Regions from separate parts of the Mus musculus genome. Here regions 2, 3, 4 and 5 are each linked to region 1. The links are chromatin contacts, called in public ChIA-PET maps. All regions are on one chromosome and are shown on one strand. The core of a region is the stretch at or near the end of the contact, and the rest is flanking DNA. Distances in the headings are between cores, read along the strand shown.

The links. ChIA-PET counts read pairs in DNA pulled down with a chosen protein or histone mark.
Region 2: an RNA polymerase II ChIA-PET map of memory CD8 T cells shows a contact between it and region 1, with 16 read pairs. The contact joins the promoter of Kcnn4 here to the promoter of Cic in region 1. A contact is called at or near these places in 2 of 115 datasets of contacts at active chromatin or transcription factors (bone marrow-derived macrophages and memory CD8 T cells).
Region 3: a contact with region 1 is called in an RNA polymerase II ChIA-PET map of memory CD8 T cells, with 13 read pairs. The contact joins the promoter of Plaur here to the promoter of Cic in region 1.
Region 4: an RNA polymerase II ChIA-PET map of memory CD8 T cells shows a contact between it and region 1, with 8 read pairs. The contact joins the promoter of Phldb3 here to the promoter of Cic in region 1. A contact is called at or near these places in 4 of 39 promoter capture datasets (cranial neural crest, liver, neutrophils and 1 more) and 1 of 115 datasets of contacts at active chromatin or transcription factors (memory CD8 T cells).
Region 5: an RNA polymerase II ChIA-PET map of memory CD8 T cells shows a contact between it and region 1, with 6 read pairs. The contact joins the promoter of Lypd3 here to the promoter of Cic in region 1. A contact is called at or near these places in 1 of 39 promoter capture datasets (cranial neural crest) and 1 of 115 datasets of contacts at active chromatin or transcription factors (memory CD8 T cells).

The regions. Positions count from the first base shown.
Region 1 is chr7:25,266,444-25,268,951 of GRCm38.p6, forward strand. It overlaps Cic (capicua transcriptional repressor), which reads left to right and starts at 1,256. Exons shown (of 21, transcript NM_001302811.1): 1 at 1,256-1,313. It overlaps Gm45974 (a long non-coding RNA gene), which reads right to left. Exons shown (of 3, transcript XR_001778066.2): 3 at 1,890-1,954.
Region 2 is chr7:24,369,009-24,371,516 of GRCm38.p6, forward strand. Kcnn4 (potassium intermediate/small conductance calcium-activated channel, subfamily N, member 4) reads left to right here and starts at 1,255. Exons shown (of 9, transcript NM_008433.4): 1 at 1,255-1,587. The coding sequence starts at 1,429.
Region 3 is chr7:24,461,229-24,463,736 of GRCm38.p6, forward strand. It overlaps Plaur (plasminogen activator, urokinase receptor), which reads left to right and starts at 1,255. Exons shown (of 7, transcript NM_011113.4): 1 at 1,255-1,339. The coding sequence starts at 1,282.
Region 4 is chr7:24,610,073-24,612,580 of GRCm38.p6, forward strand. Phldb3 (pleckstrin homology like domain, family B, member 3) reads left to right here and starts at 1,256. Exons shown (of 15, transcript NM_001102613.1): 1 at 1,256-1,506; 2 at 2,425-2,508. The coding sequence starts at 1,273.
Region 5 is chr7:24,635,317-24,637,824 of GRCm38.p6, forward strand. Lypd3 (Ly6/Plaur domain containing 3) reads left to right here and starts at 1,254. Exons shown (of 5, transcript NM_133743.1): 1 at 1,254-1,358; 2 at 1,809-1,940. The coding sequence starts at 1,274. It overlaps Gm26550 (a long non-coding RNA gene), which reads right to left. Exons shown (of 8, transcript XR_881891.3): 2 at 1,803-1,908.

The DNA of each region.
Region 1 (2,508 bases), core at 6-2,505:
GTTGCCTCACTGTAAGTGCCATAGATAATGGGTGCTTTTTGCATGTCCTATGTGAAGCAGCCATATATCCCAGAACATTCTCTTACAGAGCATAGTGCAAGCATAAGGAAAGCAGAATAACTAAAAGCAGCTCAATGAGAAAGGGGTTTATCTCAACTTATATTTCATCAAGCCCATCTGAAGGGGCGTCAGGGCAGGAACTCTGGGCAAGAATTCAATGGGGAAGCCATGCAAGAACCCTTCATAATGGCTTGCTCTCCATGGTTTGTTTCGCCTGCTTCCCAGGACCACTTTCTCAGGGGTTGCACCCACCCACAATGGGTTGGACCCTCCTACACCAACCACTAATTAAGATAGTACTGCACTGACTTGCCTACAGGGCAATCTTTTGGAGACAATTGGGGTTCACTCTATGTCAGGATTTGGTACTTGTGTCAACTTAAAAACTAACCAGCACCAACAGTAAGATGTGCTACAATAGACCAGATGTGTGTGTGTGTGTGTGTTTCACTATTACAGTCTTGAGTATCCATCATATGCAAGAGAAACCTTCATTAGAGGAGGAGTACACCATTCTCCATTATCCTTTGATCCAAGGGAAACCTGATGGGAAGACTGAAGCTAGGGATAGTCACACCTGGTGTAAACTCGGCACCGGGGCAACAGCTGTCTATGCCTCAGAGGGTATGTGGCACATGCTCTTCTCCTCACCTCCGGTGTGACACCCACCCCAAGATTTTTACACATCTTTCCTCAGGTGTGAAAAGCCATAGGGCTATTCGCCTTCGGAATGAAGTGTGAAACCCCAGGAAGTGACGCAAAAGAAAAGTTTGGAGATTGGAGGGTGCGATCAGAAAAGTGCGCCGTCCTAAAATCAAAAAGTCTTGGAGTTGACATCACGGCCACAGGCCACGCGGGTTGCCAGTACTGCAGAGCGCGCTACCCTACAACCGCAGGTCCTCTCTCCTTCTGGTGGCAACAGGGCTTTCCGCGGGGCCGCGCCAGACTTTTTGAGACTGTTGATTGGCCGTAGTCCGGCCACCCGACAGCCAATCATGCAGAGGAAAGGTGACATCACTAGTTCTCCTCCCATCCCCCTACCCCAAACTTCTCTACTCTGGTTTACCAGCACCAACAACCACGTGGGGGAGGGGTAAGAGAGTAGAACCGGTGAGGTCATTGCACCGCCCCTGCCGTTGCTGATTGGCTGCGGGGCTCGCGGGTGTCGGTTGGCTGCTCTTTGCACCTCCCCCTCGTGCCGCTACAGCCGCCTCAGCGAGGAGCCACTGGCGACGCCAGAGCCAGCAATCCGGGTGAGTCGGGGCCCTGGGTCTAAGATGTTCCCAGTGTCCAGCGAGACTCAGGAGGAGCTGCCCTTTCCGACTTTTTCTCTTCGCCCGGGTTCTTTGGAGCTCCATGCACTCTGTCACATGGGAGTTGTAGTCTGACTTATGCTTCTGACTACGGGCCGGATACAGAAGAAGACTACTATTCCCAGCAGGCATTGCGTTCAGCTGGTCAACAAACCCTCGGGCCACGCCTCTCGAGCTTGTTTATTGGAGGGCATATCCTTTAGTCCCGCCTCCCTTCATTTTATTGGTTACTGTCCCTCGCAGGGGGTGGTTTCTTGCTTAAGATGGATGGTGATTGGGTACTGTAATTGTCATTCGGCATATAAATAGTCTGTTAATTGGTTAAAGGAGGTGTCCATTACTTGTTGTAAGGTAGAGTTCTAGGCAGATCAGGCAGTCGTAGGCTTAGGTTGGTGTCGGTCCCGGAGGGAGGCCGGTCTTGGAATTTGACCCCGCCCCTTGGCGCTGCCGGAAGAGCGCAATTGGTGGTAGCAAGTGTCGCTTGCGGATGATAGGCGGAGCCGACTAGACAGCGAATATCTATTGGTCTAGGTTGGCGCCGGTCACCGGGGTTGTGGCCGTTTATTGGCTGGTTGCTCCAGCTGTTGCAGGTCCATTCACCATTTTGTGTGTTGGAGTAAAAAAAAAAGGGAGAATCGAGAGGGAGAGCCGGAGGGGGGGCGGGGAGGGACCGGACCGGACTGAGCCGGGGCCACGGCCCCCCGCCCCGAAACCCCGCGGAGCCCGAGGTGAAGGGCGGGGCTAGGGCTGACACTGCGTGGGGGTGGAGGGGAGCTGGAGGCCGAGAGGGGACAGGTGGCAGGGACGGGAAAGGGGTACAGGGCAAAAGAGGTGGGCGGAATGGTGTGGGAAGGGGTGACAGAGTGGAAGAAGTGGTAGGAAGTGGGGAGTGACAGAAAAGGAGCAACTAGGGGAGAGTACTGATAACAGGAATGGAGGGGTAACAGGATTAGATCAGGGTGACAGGGAGAGGAAGGGGACCGAGTTGGAGGGGGTGATAAAGAGAGGCGATGGGCAGAGGTGTCAGATTTGGAGGTCTAGAGATGGCCGACAGAAGAGTGAATAGGAGGAATAGGTGATATAAATAAATGGGGGTGACCAGCGGGGGGGGGTAACAGGAGGGGGCCTAGTATCT
Region 2 (2,508 bases), core at 5-2,504, 900 kb before region 1:
CAGAGTGTCAAGTGCACCAGTGTATGTCAGGATCAATGTCAGGTGTGTGTGTGTGTGTGTGTGTGTGTGAGTCCCACACACAATGATGTGAGCTAGTGTGCATTTCCTGTTTTCTGGGCGCTGGATGACAGTGTCTGCCACCACAGGTGTTTACACATATGGGGCATCTCTCTGTGTTTCACATTCACACCCCCTTGTGTGTCTGTTGACGCATGTGTGTTGTGCCTGGTGATTCTTACAAATTGGTGTGCTCAGACCTGCTGTGTATTTGTGTGGCTCCTGGTACATGTCCCGTGTGGTCGTTGATGCTTAGCTCTTTGTATCGTAGAATATTATAGTGTTTTACTTGGTTTTGGTTTTGGAAACAGGGTCTCATGTGGCCCAGGCAGACCTTGAACTCATAGTTGACAATGATTGAGACCTGCTGATCCTCCTGGCCCCAGTTTCCTAGTACCAAGAGTCAGGCATGCACCATTGCCCACTTTATGCCATGCTGGGATCTACCTCAGAGAGTCTGTGATTCAAAGGAGCCCACTAACAGCTGCACTCCATCCCTGGTCCCACTTAAAAATTATCATTTAAGATTTATTTTTTTTTATGCGCATGCATGTATGTGAATATCAGCCACATGTGTCAGGGGCTCCCAAAAACCAGGAAAAGGGCGTCATCTCCTGGAGTTGAAGTTACAGGTGGTTTCAAGCCACCCACCCAGCAAGTAGGTGCTAGAAACGGAAGTTATACTCCTCTGGAGAGGAGCGCTCACTTTCACTCGCTGTGCCTGACTTTCCAGCCCCTCCCCCGCCCCACTTTGAATGTGTGACTGCGTGAGCTCAACCTTTGGGTGGCCCCGTGTGCAATGGGACGCTGCTGCCCTGCTAAGTGCTGGCGTGTGTCACACCATGTGTGTGTGTGGTGTCTGGGTGTGGCTGTGGGTTTCTGAACTTTCAGGAGTGTGAGTCACTTCTGTGGAGGTTGTGTGGTGTGTGCTGGTGTGTTGGGCTCCGTCTCCGGTCTGTCATAGGGTGCTCTGTGGTGTCTGGGTGTGGTGGGGGTTTTAGGTGTGTACCACAGAGTGCAAACGGTTGGAGAGTCACAACCTATTGTGTCAGTGTGTCTTTGCCCACGTGGATGAACTCTTCTTCCTTGCCCGGGACCACAAGACACACCCCAGCCCCTCCTTAGTCTTAGAAGGGAATGGGATAGCCAGCCTCCCCCTACCCAGGGACCTCCCCGTCCCTCCCCGCCCTGCCCTGCCTGCTGCAGTTACCACTCCCCAGAGGGCACAGGGCTAGGCTGTGCCTTCCAGCAAAAGTCCCAGAGTGAGCAGAACAGGCCGCTGGCCTGGAAGCCAAGCTGGCTGCCATTTGCGTACTGAGAGGTGGGGGACCCTGGGCAGGAAGCTGGCTGAGCCCCAAGACCTCAGGGGCCATGGGCGGGGAGCTGGTGACTGGCCTGGGGGCCCTGAGACGGAGAAAGCGCCTGCTGGAGCAGGAGAAGAGGGTGGCCGGCTGGGCGTTGGTGCTGGCGGGAACTGGCATCGGACTCATGGTTCTGCACGCTGAGATGTTGTGGTTCCTGGGCTGCAAGGTGAGTGGGGCCTTCCACCGAGCAGGGAAGGGACGGGGAGCCTGGTGTGAGGGAGGAGGGCTGGGGTCTGCACCCCTGGGTCTGAGGGAGGAGGGCTGGGGTCTGCACCCCTGGGTCTGAGGGAAGAGAGCTGGGGTCTGCACCCCTGGGTGTGAGGGAGGAGGGCTGGGGTCTGCACCCCTGGGTCTGAGGGAAGAGGGCTGGGGTCTGCACCCCTGGGTCTGAGGGAAGAGAGCTGGGGTCTGCACCCCTGGGTGTGAGGGAGGAGGGCTGGGGTCTGCACCCCTGGGTGTGAGGGAGGAGGGCTGGGGTCTGGACCCCTGGGTCTGAGGGAGGAGGGCTGGGGTCTGATCCCCTGGGTCTGAGGGAGGAGGGCTAGGGTCTGGACCCCTGGGTCTGAGGGAGGAGGGCTGGGGTCTGATCCCCTGGATCTGAGGGAAGAGAGCTGGAGTCTGCACCCCTGAGTGTGAGGGAAGGGGACTGGGGTCTTACACCCCTGAGTGTTAGAGAGCAAAGCTAGGAGATCTTATACTCCTGGGCATGAGGGAGGAAGGCTGGCATCTTCCACCCCGGGGTGTGAAGAAGAGAGGAGAGCTGGGGTGTGAGGGAGAAAGGTTGGGGTCTGCACCCCTGGGTGTGGGAGAAGAGAGCTGGTCTGGACTCCTGGGTCTAAGGGAGGAGAACTGAGGTCTTACACTTCTTAAGGTCTAAGAGAAGAAGGCTGGGTCTGGACCCCTGGATGTGATGGAGGTAGATGGGGGGTCTGTACCCCTGAAACCTGAGCTAGTGTGATATCGTCCTCCCCCCAGCTCCCCCCAACCTACACACACACACACACACACACACACACACACACACACACGCACACACACGTACGCACACATGGGAGACAGTTCTCAGTGTTAGCCTTTGGGTAAGTGT
Region 3 (2,508 bases), core at 5-2,504, 810 kb before region 1:
CCTAGAATCCCCCAATGAGGGGCTGGGGGCATGGCTCAGTGGTAGAGCCCCTGCCTAGAATCCCCCAGTGAGGGGCTGGGGGCGTGGCTCAGTGGTAGAGCCCCTGCCTAGAATCCCCCAGGGAGGGGCTGGGGGCGTGGCACAGTGGTAGAGCCTCTGCCTAGCCTCCCCCAGTGAGGGGCTGGGGGCGTGGCTCAGTGGTAGACTCCTTGTCAATCCTGCAGGAGACCTTGGGTTCCGTGTTTCCCAGCTCAGGCTTCAGTGACTCGGTACTCACAGCAGTGACATCACTACTGTACGGGTGCTACTCATTGCTCTCTGCTCTCTCTGGTTCCCACTCATCAGCCACACTGAGCCGCTCTGAGTGATTCTTTGCCCTCAGGGCTTTTGCGATGACTCTTTCCTCTCCCTCAAAGGCTTTCTGTAGGAATCCACTAGACTTCTTGCACACCTTTCCTGGCTGCCCTCCGCATCACCCTCCCAAAGCAATTAAGCCATTTACCTCTCTCCCTACAGTTTGTTCCTCTTTCAACTTGTTTTTCCCCTGGTTTCCGACTGATGGGAGAGATTAGATAACTAATGTATCCTCCCCATCGTAATGGCAGAGGGTGGCGTCCTTGTGTTTCCTGCTGTGTTCCAGTTCCTGGAACAGTGCCCAGTACCCAGGAGGTCCTTGGTCAGGAGCTGAAGGAATTTTGCCCTCTAGTTTGGCAAGTTAGTGTTCCACATGATTTCCCTACATGGAATTGTACCGCCTCGGCCAAGGATGGTAGCGTGCCCATGATCCAGACTCGGGGGAGACTGAGGCAGGAGGTTCCTGAGTTCAAGGCTGGTCTTCATAGCAAGACTCTCTCTGGAGAAACTCAAATAAAACAAACTTTGAAAACATAAACTCTGATTGGTAAGAAATAGCCAAGGCTAGAGAGGATTCTAACCCTTGCTATTTGGTTGTCTTCCTTTCTCCATCATAGTCTCTCTCTCTCTCTCTCTCTCTCTCTCTCTCCCTCATCCCTCCTTCTCCCTCCCTCTCTCCCTCCGTTCCTCCCTCCCTCTTTCCCTCCCTCCTTTTTTGAGACTGCATCTTACTATGTATGGAAGGGGCAGAGTTTCTTGAACTATGGAAGAGGAAGGGCTGGGGGGGGGGGGCGGGGGCGGGGCGGGGGGAGGCGAGGCAACCCCTGGAGCTGACTCACTCTTTAGCAAACAGTGGGAGGAGCCCTAGGGTCACAAAACTGTCTTCTTCCCCTCGGTCAGTCTAGAGCAGAGGTGAAGGAAGAACCCATGGGACTCCCAAGGCGGCTGCTGCTGCTGCTGTTGCTGGCGACTACCTGTGTCCCAGGTAAGAGCTGCGTGGTGGCACCGGGCGTGAGCTAGAGGAGGATGGCCCAGCGCTCCACCCTTCTATCCAGCTATTCTCCGGGTGTGTTCTCAGGCTCCACGTGGCACAGTCAGACTCCCGCAGGCATTCATTTAGTAAACGCTGATCCCTGGTGCACAGTGCCTGGCACACTGGAGGACGCGGAGGAACAGAGAGGTTAAGAAGCTGGTCCAAAGCCTCACAGCTAGGGGTTGAATGATAACTGGACATGTGACCTCACAGCCACTCCCCACAGTGTTTTGGTCTGTGTGGGGATCCCACTTTGGGACAAGACAGGGGCTCAGGGGTCTACATCTCAAAGGTCCACAGAGTTCAGCGGGAGCCCAGGGCCTGTCCCTCGAATACACTTGTCTTTTACTATGTTATGTCCTCAGCCTTCTTCCTCCAGGAAATGCGGGGGAAATGGTGTTGAGAAAGTAGAGGGAAATGGGGAAGGAATTGAGTCAGGGTTTGGCACGGTGAATAACTCGGAAAGCCCTCTCTAGTCCGCGGGAGACCGGAGATGATTAATGGGGTGGGAAAAGATCTCTGGCGGGGCCTGGGTGGTCTGGGAGCTAGAGGGGGGAGGGGTGGGGGTGCAAAGGGGAGGGGCTCTTGTTGAAGAAAGGATATCTGGCACAAAGGGACCGGCTCTAAATTGCAGACCGGATCTCGGGGCTCAGACAGGACAGTTCTTACTGTGAAATCCAACCCCGGGAGGAGGGGACCCTGGAGTGGGGCTGCCACCTGGGGTCAAAACTGGCTGTGTGGTTCAGGACAGTTACTTAGCCTTTCTGTTCCTGGAACTTGTCTGGGAAATGGGGGCCAGACTAAGGCTAGGCTGGTGCAAAAGTTCTGATTAGAAACTGGGCAGTCGGGGGCTGGAGAGATGGCTCAGTGGTTAAGAGCACGGACTGCTTTTCCGAAGGTCCTTAGTTCAAATCCCAGCAACCACATGGTGGGTCACAACCATCTATAATGAGATCTGACGCCCTCTTCTGGTGCATCTGAAGACAGCTACAGTGTACTTACACATAATAATAAATAAATCTTTAAAAAAAAAACGAAAAAAAAAACTGGGCAGTCTGAGGCGGGGGGCTATAACATTGGCGAGACGTGGCCTAGGTGAAGACCTGCAGGAGGGACTTCGG
Region 4 (2,508 bases), core at 6-2,505, 660 kb before region 1:
GTATTTGTTTCCTTCAGCCTCGGTCCCCACAACTGTACAATGGAGACGGTCGATCTCTTTTTTTCTATGGGCTGTGGTGTGGTATGACACTGAGGTGTGTCAAATGTTTTGCACAGCTCTTGATGTCTAACAGTCGGGTTTTGCATACCAGATATTTTCCTGTTTCTGCCCAGAGAGGAAAGGGTCTGGCTGTGACCTTTAACCTCTGTGCCCCACCCCATAGTAAACTGTGTGCGCGTGGGGCACACTCTGTCTCTGGGCAGATCGCTGACTCAGCCCGGGATACCCCCTCCCCTTGTCCGGCTCCCTAAACCGGTCAGGGCCCTTCCAAAGGGCTTATTAGAGGGGAGAGGCCCCCATCTTCATTCCTATCTTCCTTTGAGGATTTCCTAGGCTTCGGCCTTAGGGAGGCTGCTGTATGCAGGTGGCTAAGAAGCCCGGCCCTCCAGGGGCACCGGAGGCTGAGTGGGAGGTCTGGGCGCTGGGCTCTCTCTGGGTGGGGCTGGAGGGGCCGGGATGGCTGGGTGCCTGGGCTGCGGGCGGGGCAGGCTGCTGGCTCCCTCCTCCCAGGAGAGCTGTCGGACCTGTTGTCCCCCCCTCCACTTCCGGGCTGCTGGGGAGGGGGACGGGGCGGCCTCTCTCTCCTCCCTCCTTCCAGCCACCTGTTTAGCCGCAGGAGCGGCAGTGCCCAGTGCAGAGCCAGAAAGAAGGTTGACGACCTACGAGGACCTCCTCCCGGGAAGGAACGGAGGCGTTGGGGCCCCAGGCATATCCGGAGAGGTAGACATTGCCAGCCCCGAGTTCTGGATCTTGGGGTGAGGAGCCTCGGACGCTGATTCCTTACAGGTGGTTCGGGACCCAACTGTGGAGCTCCAAGGAGGAGAGCCGGGCTAGTCCCGAGAGGGTAGAGGAGATGGAATCTCTTGGAGGCAATCCGGGAAACTGGAGAGGGCTGCAGAAGGGGCTCAGGGATGACACATGGAGCAAAGGGAAGGCTCAGCGTGCGACGCCCCAGCACGGGGAGCGTTAGGACCCCGGACTCAAATTCTCTTCCCACCTCTAGGTGTGTGTGTCACCTTCGGAGCCGACAGCCTCTCCCCAGTCGCGAGCGGGTCCCCAGGAAATCTACGCCCGCGGAATGTTCAGAGCTGGTCTCTGAACCTTTAGGTTCCGCCCTCTGGGCAAGCTCAACGCGCTCTAGACCACGCCCACAAACATCAGACCACGCCTCTGAAACTGACCACGCCCACACCACAGGAATCCGAAGCGGCCATGGGGACACCCAGCACCCTAGAGGAGGGCTCCTCGTCTCCAAAGGTTTCGGAATGCGCCGTCGAGGTCCAGCCTCAAGGGGCTGTGCAGCCTCAGGGGCACCCCGAGGATCCCAAAGAGCACAAGGAGCCCGAAGTCCCAGCGGAGCTTCCAAGTTGCCCCGGAGCTGGGCGGCAGGCCGAGGAAGAGGAAGAAGTGGAAGAAGGTAGCAGCACCGAGAGCTGCCGCGAAGAGGTGAGGGATCATCCCCCCGGGGGGGCTGTCCAGACGGACAGACAGACACCCAAGACGACACAGAAGAACATAAAGAGAGAGACTAGACAGAGACCCAGAGTCAAGGAGAGTACCCATAGACAGGCAGAAACACCCTGTTAGACAAAGTTGGATTTGAAGCCAGAGAGACTCGGGTAGAAACATAGAAACTAGATACGACAGAGACACAGGGAGTGAGACATAGACCTAAAAGAGAGACACAGGGAAGACACACAGACCCAGAAGAGAAACAAAAAGAAATGCCAACATAGAAGAGTCTAAGTCAGAGAGAGGGACGGGGGTGGGGGTGGGGGGAAGAAGAGCGATCCAGGGACTCTGAGAAAGAGATCCCAAGAGGTTGAGACTCAGGGACAGATGAGCTCATCGTGTACAAAGACACTTGCTGTCAAATCTGACGACCTGGGTTCGATCCCCAGAACCCTCATTGATGTAAGGCAAGAATCTTCTGATTTCCACTAGCATTCAGGTACAAAAAAGAAAGAAGGAAAGGAAGGAAGGAAGGAAGAAAAAAAAAGAAAGAATAGAGGAAGAAATGGAGGAAGAAAAAAGAAAAGGAGAGAGAAGGGAGAAAGGAAAAAGGAAAAGAAGAAAAGGAAAGGAGGGAAGAAATGAGGAAGAAAGAAAAAAGAAAGGAAGGAAGGAAGGAAGGAAAGAAAAGGAAGCAAGCTCTGCTAGTTCAGCTTCAGAGCATAGTGGCTTTGTATGATGGGTTCAGAACCTGCCGGCTTCCCCGCTTCACGGTCTTCCATTCGGACCCGAAAGGAAGTAGTTGAACTTGGCAGCTCATGACCCCCAGAGGCACTACTGGGGTGGGACCAGACCTGTTTGGTGACTTGAGGGGGGCGAGACTTGTTCTCATCACACCCTCTCTAATTTCAGCCCGAGGCTACGCCTGCCGCGCAGATTCCAGCCACACCTTCCCCATGCCTCCCTTCTGGGGAAGAGCTGCGGGGGGCAGCGCGG
Region 5 (2,508 bases), core at 4-2,503, 630 kb before region 1:
CTAGGCGAGTGCTCTACTACTAAACCCTAAGATTATCTGATCTCTCACTAGGGGATTCTAGGCAGGGACTCTACCACTGAGCCACGCCCCCAGCCCCTCACTGGGGGATTCTAGGCAGGGGCTCTACCACTGAGCCACGCCCCCAGCCCCTCACTGGGGGATTCTAGGCAGGGGCTCTACCACTGAGCCACGCCCCCAGCCCCTCACTGGGGGATTCTAGGCAGGGACTCTACCACTGAGCCACGCCCCCAGCCCCTCACTGGGGGATTCTAGACAGGGACTCTACCACTGAGCCATGCTCCCAGCCCCTCACTGGGGGATTCTAGGCAGGGACTCCACTGTTGACCCCTACCTAGGGCACTATCCTAGCTCTCCAGCCACTTTTTTTTTTAATTTAAAGGACTTATTGCAGTGCTCAGCACGTAATAGGTGTTCAAGACTTGTTTTCAATTTTTATTCATTCTTTGAGACTTCCAGCTATGTATGCAATGTATTTTGATTCTAAATATCTTTTTCACCACCTCTCAATAGACACCTGATATTATTTCCCAGCTTAACCAATATTGAAAAATCCACTCACTTCTCAATTCCAACTCTGCTTGTAGCTCTTTATGCATGTTCCTCCAGAGCCTTAATCTCTTGTAAGTTATAACCGAGTTGTTTGTTTGGCTTTTTGAGATAAGATCTCTTTCTGTAGTTCAGTGAGGCCTGGAATCGCCGTGCCTCAAACTCATGGCAATCCTCCTGCCTCAGCTCAGTGAGTGCTGTGATTACAGGCATGAGTCACTAAGCCTGACTTGTAAATAACAGTTTTCCCAATTATTTAATTAATATCTGTATCTTCCATCAGTCTGGGAGCTCTTCGAAGACAGACAGTGGTTCTGCCTCAGGGTCTCCAATCCCCAGGCGAAGGCAGGCAGGCAGGCACACCACATAAGCTCAGAACCCTAGCAGACCCTGAATGCCCCTGTCTCTCTTTGAGCCCCGGTACTCCCTCTGCCTCTGAAACCCACACACAAACTTTTATCCAGGGGACTGGAGGGAACCTCTACTCCCGCCCTTTCCCTCCTTGGCAAGGGCACAGGGCAGGGGCCGCTCTCCCTGTGGGTGACGCACCTAGAGGCGGGCCCGCCCCACAGCGGACGCTGAGTTGGCCTGGTTGGGCAAGGCCAGGGTTGCCCCGGGGTAGGTTACTCATCTGAGGCTCAGGTAAGAGGGCCCGGGTTGGAAGGTGGCACACCCAGGGGGGACGCGGAGAGAGCAGGACACAGCTATGGATGCCGCCAGGAGAGGAGATACACAGCCAGTGATGTGGACCACCGGATGGCTGTTGCTGCTGCCGCTTCTGCTGTGTGAAGGTGGGTGTGTTGCCAGGAAGGTAGAGTCGGGGCCCCTAAGGAAGATAATTCCCCAGATCTTCCCAGAAAATCTTTTAAGAAAAGTTGAACACAGCCAAAAGCAGTTCAGCTGTCTCTGCCCCGGGCAGAGGGACTGTAAGGAAGTTATCCCACACTGAGTAGGCAACTGAGAGGGGCACCCCCTCCCCCACTCTAAGATAGGGGCTGGGATCCCCTCCCTCGGGCAAAGGCAGCCAGGAGAGGGGAAAGCTCCAATGCAGGCGCAAGGGGTAGAAGGAAAAGGGTCAGTATGTCCTGCACCCTGAAACTTGTGGGAGGGCTTCTAATGCTGTTCTGGATGCACACTAGAATCATCTCACCCCGGGACAGAGGCCACTGGGAAAGACGTTGTCTTTGTGGGGAGAAGGCTTTAACAAAGAACCCTGGGTTCTACCCGGTCCTCACCCGCAGGAGCGCAAGCCCTGGAGTGCTACAGCTGCGTGCAGAAGGCGGACGATGGATGCTCTCCGCACAGGATGAAGACAGTCAAATGTGGTCCCGGGGTGGACGTCTGTACCGAGGCCGTGGGAGCGGTAGAGACCAGTAAGTGCTACCCACCCGGTGGTCCCTGACTACCCCTTCCCAACTCCTACAGTGTAACTCCGCCTCCTTAGGGACCTTTCAGATTCTGGCCACGCCTTTCCCTTTCAGCCCTCACTGAGACCCTGCTGCACAGAGTCTCCCTTCTTTCAACGGGCTTAGGCAGGTAGACAGACAAAAGGCGGGGAGTAGGGGGTGGGGTGTGTGTGTGTGTGTGTGTGTGTGTGTGTGTGTGTGTGTGTGACTGGCGTGCTCTGATAGTCGCAACCTGTACAGGACAGACATCTTTACCACTTTCCCCCACTCCCCGTAGGAATGCTTACCCACCAACACAGATTATTATTTAGTGGAGACGATTCCTTTGAAAGGGATCACCGAGGTTCCTAGTCAGACTCCACCCTTAGAGCCTCTAAGTTTCCAGACCCCTTACTCAGGAATCCCGCCTTCCCCCAAGTCAGACACAGGGCCTCTCCTCTCTATGCATCTGTGTGAAGTTGTGGTCTGAACTCAGGGCCAGCACACAACATGCCGGATAACACTCCCCGCCAAGCTGGCTCCTCAGCCCCCTTTA